2 separate regions of the Mus musculus genome follow, and region 2 is linked to region 1. The links are chromatin contacts, called in public promoter capture Hi-C maps. All regions are on one chromosome and are shown on one strand. The core of a region is the stretch at or near the end of the contact, and the rest is flanking DNA. Distances in the headings are between cores, read along the strand shown.

Evidence for each region. Promoter capture Hi-C pulls out the DNA fragments that hold promoters and counts their contacts.
Region 2: a contact with region 1 is called in a promoter capture Hi-C map of the HPC-7 cell line. The contact joins the promoter of Meis3 here to the promoter of Zfp541 in region 1. A contact is called at or near these places in 12 of 39 promoter capture datasets (the C10 cell line, the HPC-7 cell line, the SN4741 cell line and 7 more), 1 of 15 datasets of contacts at CTCF or cohesin (the NIH/3T3 cell line), 5 of 484 Hi-C or Micro-C datasets (B cells, Th1 cells, bone marrow-derived macrophages and 2 more), 1 of 115 datasets of contacts at active chromatin or transcription factors (embryonic stem cells) and 5 of 9 other capture datasets (adipose tissue, embryonic stem cells, liver and 2 more).

What each region holds. Positions count from the first base shown.
Region 1 is chr7:16,070,204-16,073,499 of GRCm38.p6, reverse strand. Zfp541 (zinc finger protein 541) reads right to left here and starts at 1,655. Exons shown (of 16, transcript NM_001099277.2): 1 at 1,252-1,655. The coding sequence starts at 1,558.
Region 2 is chr7:16,173,923-16,177,218 of GRCm38.p6, reverse strand. It overlaps Meis3 (Meis homeobox 3), which reads right to left and starts at 1,824. Exons shown (of 13, transcript NM_008627.4): 1 at 1,652-1,824. The coding sequence starts at 1,663.

The DNA of each region.
Region 1 (3,296 bases), core at 406-2,905:
CCATAGTCAGTCTTCCCATGTGCACTCTCCTAAGTTCCTAAGACTTCCTGCTCTGCCATCATTCCAACACAGACACAGGCCTGGTCACTGCTTGGTAATCTTTGGAGTGGGGCCTGCAGAAATCTTTCCCAGTAGCAAGTTCTTGCTACTTCCTCAGACACAATCCCAATTACTGAGTTTCAGGCATTTAGATGTGGACTTCCCTTCAAACAGTGGGATTATAAACTCCCTGGACCTCTACCCAAGTCAACCCATTGAAGCAACTTTCCAGGAACCAATAAAGAGGATCAGAACCAAACCAAAATTAAACAAGAGAACTCCCTTCCACAGGAGACCAACAGCAAACTAAAATGACACTCACACAAGCTGCTCAATTATTTCACTAATTCTCTCCTTTTCTTCGATGGTTGAAGAGAAAACCTTGGAACTGAATCAAGGCCCTATTTAAGATGAAGTATTACTGACAATATTGGTTGTAAAAAACAACTAGCTGGGCATGGCACAATCTATAGTCCTGGTTCCTGGACAGACTGAGGCAAGAGGTCTGATGGAGCCTCAGTGTTCTGAAAAGATGGCAAGACCTCCCTCTTTTAAAAAGACAAAGCAGGATTTAATCAAGCACCTGTCTGGTACATTATGGTCTATGGGAGGCTTTTGCAGTCTTCTCCTTTTCATGTCTCACCATTGTTCTAGAGCAGTGGGCATGTGAGGATTGGGGTCCCCTTATTTTACATGACATGAGGTCTGGAAAAGCTGGACTAGTACAAGACAGAATGGACAGGATCCCCACTTACTCTGGACAAATGCTCTTGAGATACAGCAGTAATATAAACGTCCCCTACAAGCCTGATGGTCTGCCTCCACACAGATCAAAGATGGGGATGCCAGTCTGTGGGATGGCTCGGTGGTAAAAGCACAAGCTACGGAAGCCTGAGGACCTGTATTTAACACCCAGAACCCACAAGCTGACAATTCCAAAGTAGGATAAAAGCCTCCTCTACAAGAAGAGATTTTTGTTTTGTTTTTCCTTTCCTTCCTTCCCTTTATTAGCATGTTGAAGTCAGGGTCTTACTATGTAGCTCTGGCTGGCCTCTATTTGCAGTGTTCCTCCTGTGTTTGTATTCTACATGCTGGAGTTATGAGCAGGCATCATCATGCCCAGCTAAGGAGACCTTTCCTAGCCAATGCCAGCGGATTCAGTCCCTGGCTACCTGCAGGAACTGTAGGTGCTCAGTCCATGAGCAGCCTCACCTTGTAAGGAGGTCTGTGACTCAGAGTCTGCATATTCTTCCAGCAGCTTCACAGAGTCACTGTCCTTCCCCGAGTATAGGGACAGGGTGTCCAGATTGTCCTCTAGCACTTCACTGGGCATATCAGATGTGGAGAGACTGGGGTCAAGGTCCAAACCGCTTAAGCCAGCGTAGAGCAGGTCCCGTGTGCTGGGGCCCAGGTCCCGGTTGAGTGTGTCACTGCAGTTGAGCACTTGACTTTCAGAGAAGGATGGGAGGTGCCCTTCTGATGGAAGTGCTCCCTCTTCCCCAAGACTGTATGGCTCCATGGCTTTCCACTGCCAGGTCCTGGCTAGAGCCCGTCTCCAGACAAGCAAAGCCGTGTCCAGAGTCAGGAAGGGAAGAGCCCTCGCTGGCAGCTAGCTCCTGAAAATGAACAAGGACGTATTAGAATCAAGAGGTGGTAGGTGTAGTAGGCAGAATGTAGACTTGAAAATGGAGCCACTGAGATGGGTCTGTTCTTAGCCATTTAACCTTGCTGCACGACCTTGGGCAAGATCCATGAACTCCATTTCCTCATCTGTCAACTAGACAAAAGAATAACACATGGTGGACTGCAGAGTCCTCTGCCTCCAGTTATAAATATTAGAAAGATCAAATAGACTTTAATGTGTGTCTAGGCAGAAAAGACAAGCAAGGAAAATCCCAAGGCCAGCAACAAGGAAACTCAAAGTTAGAGTCTGTGCAGGCACAAGTCAGTCCACTGGGACATCCAGGCCCAAGTTTAAGCCTGGGGATGCTTGTCCACTTGTTCCATGTGGCCAGGAGACACATGAAATACCACTGCACAAAGGGAGGCTTACTGTGTGTGTAAAAGAGCCTGGACTGGGAAAGTCTCATACAAAAAAAAAAAAAAAAAAGTAAATACAATGAGTTTTAATATAGAGTAAATGTTGAAGTTAGGTTGGGGGTGTAGCTCAGTTAGTAAAATGCCTATCCTAGCACACTCAAACTTCTAGGCTCCACTCAGCATCACATAAACCAGGCATGCCTGTAGTCCCAACATTTGGGATATGGAGGCAAGATATCCTTGGGTAAATAGATAGTTTGAGGCCAGCCTGTGTTTCATGAGATGCTGTCTCAATAGTCCTATCACCCTGATCCCCAAAAAGGAATAAAAGAGGAAGTTTTACTAACCACATTCTAAAAATAAAAAAGATTACAAGGAAGTACTATGAAGAACTGTGTTTAGACAGTGCACTCACACAGAAGATAGGCTACAATACACACCCAATGTGTTAAGTCATTGAACTCAGATACAAAAAAATCAATGAGCAAATTTCTAGAAATAGACAGATTATCAAAATTCACTCAGAAGAATATATGAATGATCTTAAAACAAATTAAAAGATAAGGGGATATGCAGTGGTGCCCACCTATACTTCTAGCATGCCAGAAGTTGAGCGAGACAAGTCCTTGAATCCAGGAGTTCAAGACTGGCCTAGGAAAAACAAGCAGGAGAAGAAAAGAAAAGAGAAGAGGGAGGAAGGAAGATAGGGATGAAGAGAGGAGAAAGATGGGGAGGGGAAGCAAAGGTAAGAGGAGAGAGAAATGAAAAGGGAAGGAAGGGAAAGAAAATACTAAATTCATATTGAATTCAAATAATTCTCACCTATCTTACCACAGAAACACAAAACAAAACAACAAAACTTTATTATGTGGTGATGAAACATGCCTTTAATTGCAGCACTTGGGAGGCAGAAGCAGATGGATCTATGTGTGTTGAGGCCAGCCTGGTCTAAAAAGTAAGTTTTAGGACAGCCAGGACTACACAGTGAAACCCTGTCTTGAAAAACCAACAAAACAAAAATCTTTATTAAAACTCTTAGTAATGGTGAAAGGTTCAGGGGCCCAGCAGGCCTCTACAGGAAAATATGACCTGCTGGATGGAGCAGAGCTCTAACTTACCCTAGCCCATCCCACTCCCTGGCTCAGCAGTGGTCATGAAGAGTTAGCTATGTGTCTGGTATGGGTTCCTGATGCTGAAAGAACAGAGTAGAATTTGTT
Region 2 (3,296 bases), core at 575-3,074, 100 kb before region 1:
AAGGAGTTGGATGGCTAGGAACTGAGGGAGAGATAATGGCAAAGAAGCATAGAGACAGAGATGTTGGGGGAACCAGCCAGGGAGGGAGAACAGCGAGGAAAGCACAGGGTCTGACAGGAGGTACAACCTGGAAAAATCCAAAAAATTCACCTGCATATGCACAGCTTCTTCCTATTTATTTTACAAGTGTATGTTTTATTTTTGTAGTATTGGGTTCCAGGGCCTGGTGCATCCTAGCCAGGGGCTCTACCACTGAGCCACGCCCCCAGCCCCTCACTGGGGGATTCAAGGCAGGGGCTCTACCACTGAGCCACGTCCCCAGCCCCTCACTGGGGGATTCTAGGCAGGGGCTCTACCCCCGAGCCACGCCCCCAGCCCCTCACTGGGGGATTCTAGGCAGGGGCTCTACCACTGAGCCACGCCCCCAGCCCCCTCACTGGGGGATTCTAGGCAGGGCTCTACCAGCTTTGTTTGGTTTTGAGATAGAATCTTACTTTGCAGCCCATGCTGGCCTGGAACTCAGAGCAATTCTCCTGCTTTGACCTCTGGAGTGCTATTACACTACACACCTCTGAATGTCTTAACAATTTATCACATCCAACATGTAAATTCACCATACCCATATCCACACAGAGTTGGGCACACAGCCGACATGCACATGCATGTGATACATATGCACATGTATGCTATAGGGTAGGTTCTCCAGAGCATGCAGGCTTAGAGCACTACACCCCGAATTGCAAGAGACAACTACACACACACACACGCACACACACACAGAGAGAGAGAGAGAGAGAGAGAGAGAGAGAGAGAGAGAGAGAGAGAGAGAGAGAAACATTCACATATACTTACACAGAGAGACAGAGACAGAGACAGACAGACAGTCAGTCAGTCAGTCAGAGCGCACCTAGCACCAAGTTGGAATTGAATGAATGAGGAAATGAAAGACATTTAGCACAATCAGACAACAGTCAATAAATACATTTGGGGGAGGGTAACCCTATTCTACCATGCAAACAGTCCCAACCAGAAACAAGAGTATAGGAGCCAGATTTCTGGGTCCTCCTGTTACGGAATCACAATGGGGCAGCAGGACCTTTGATCTCCAGGTAGAAGACGGTTCTTAGCAGTGGGGAGACTGGGGCGCCAAGAGGCAAAGGGCTCACTGGTATGAGGCAGAGGGTCCTGTGTTCTCCAGCCGACCTGGGCGCACTGGGCCATCTGGGTGGCTGTCACTCCTCTTTTGCTTCCGCAGGCTAACTTCTCTAAGCATCCTGAAGTGAATTCACCTGCTCCCAGCTGCCCACCGTGAACCCAGACGATGGGGTCTTTACCTCCTGCCAGGTTCGTCTCCAAACCTCCCTACACTCAGGGCTCGCATCTCTCCCCTGCTCTCCCTTGTCTGGCAGCTTGGTGAGATGTCCCACCCCTAACCCCAGGGTGGGTCTCAGACAACAGAAGCCTGGGGAAAAGCAGACAGGAAGAGGGTAGAGATGGGGAAGACCCAAGAGATAGAGGGAGTAGGGGAGGGGGGGTGAGGGGGAGAGAGTGACAGAGAGGAATAGAGGGAGGGGCAGAAGGAACTCTAAGGGGCAAAAAGGGACATTTAGAGGCAGAAAGAGGCTCAGGGCGGGACGGCACAGTCACCTACCCTCCGGGCCATGAGCCGGCGCCGCCTGTCCTGGGCTCGGGAGGTCACGGCCTGGAGCTCATCGCGGCAGGAGGTCCCCGAGGTCCCCGCCGGGTGCCAGGGTCTCCGAGTGGCCAAGACCCGCGGATCGCGGCCGAGGGTGGCGGCGGCTCCTCCGCTCACACGGGCCCGGCCTGTGTCACATCCGGAAGTTCACGCGGAGACGCTTAACCCGCTGTCTGCCGGAGCGGGGCCTCCTCCCGAGCGGCCCCTCTCCTGTCTTGTCCCTCCCCTCTCCTCTGAGTCCCCTCCTCCCTCTCCTTCTCTGCCTCCCCTTCTTCCCTCCGTGCTGTCCCCTCCCTCCTCCTCTCCTCTTCCTGGACTCCAGGTCTGCCTCCACCCACCTTGGCCTTTGTATGTCAGATTCGCGGGGTCTTGTGTCTGGAGCTTCCCGCGGTCCCCACCCTCCCTCTTGGTCCTCACTGCTTCTTGCTCTCTCCCTGCCTGGCCGCCAGGGGTCTGCAGTAGCTTTTTGCCCCTCCTCTCTGGTCACTCTTCTGTCTCTGTCTCTCCTGTCTAACCATGAGACGGGATTAAAGCAAACCAGGCACAGGAAAGAACCAAGCTTATATTTTCGTTTGTCTTCTTGCTCCGTTTCTGTCCCTTGTCTCCCCTGGGGGGACAAGGGGGCTGTCGGCCCGAGGCTCCAGTGTGTGTCTAGAAGTGGCAAAGTATTGAGCTGCTGTGCTTCCCTCAGGGATGTGTGTGCCTCTGTCCTTCTGAGCCCTGTGTTCAGGAAGGCCCTTAGCCTGGATGAAGCCCTCTCAGCTGCCCCTAGGGGAGCAGCCTGGGACCTCCGAGCCTTGCGGGGGTGGGAGGGTGGGGGTGGGGTGGGGTGTAAATCGTGGGTCTAGCCACTGAGGCGGTGCAGACAAAAGCTGTCAGTCAAACCCCAAGACAAGCTTTGGAGTGAAATTCCAGTGGCAAAAAGTAATTGTGCCGGGTGTGTGTGGTACTCAGGGAGACTGAGGCAGGAGGAGCATGAGTTGGATGCAAGCCTGCTTATACGGTAAGATTCTGTCTCCAAAAACCAGAGGAAAAGAGGAGGATGTGGGTTGGGGGAGGAAGAGGAAGGAAGGAAAGAAAGGGAACCTGAGAAAGGGACAGAGAAGGGAACAGAATCAGAGAGAGAGAGAGAGAGAGAGAGAGAGAGAGAGAGAGAGAGAGAGAGAGAGAGAGAGAGAGAGAGCGCAGAGAGTGGAGGCAGCTGAGAGCCTGCTCACTGACTCTCTCACTGTTGGTGGTGTGAGCCCCGCTGGGCTAGCTGGAGGTACATTTTATGACTCCCATAAACAGGCCTCGCACTCCTTCATCTTCTCTGCTGGAAATAAAACAAAAGCCAGGGCAGGGGTGACAGGTGGGGAGGGCCTGAGAGGCTATGGAGGAGGGAGGACCCTGCTTCTTCTCAGCTCCTCTTATTGTCCTGAGTGTGCCCCTCTTTCTCCTCACCCTGTTCTGTCACCTGGGACACCCACAGATCCTGATGGAGTCCAGACCTTTCTCTAACATGCCTTTCACTCTCTGCAACAAACCAGGGCTCTAGATTTCAGGGGGCCTTGCCTGACTGTGGGCTTATCACACTGAGTGGGGTCCCCCTTCAGGTTTC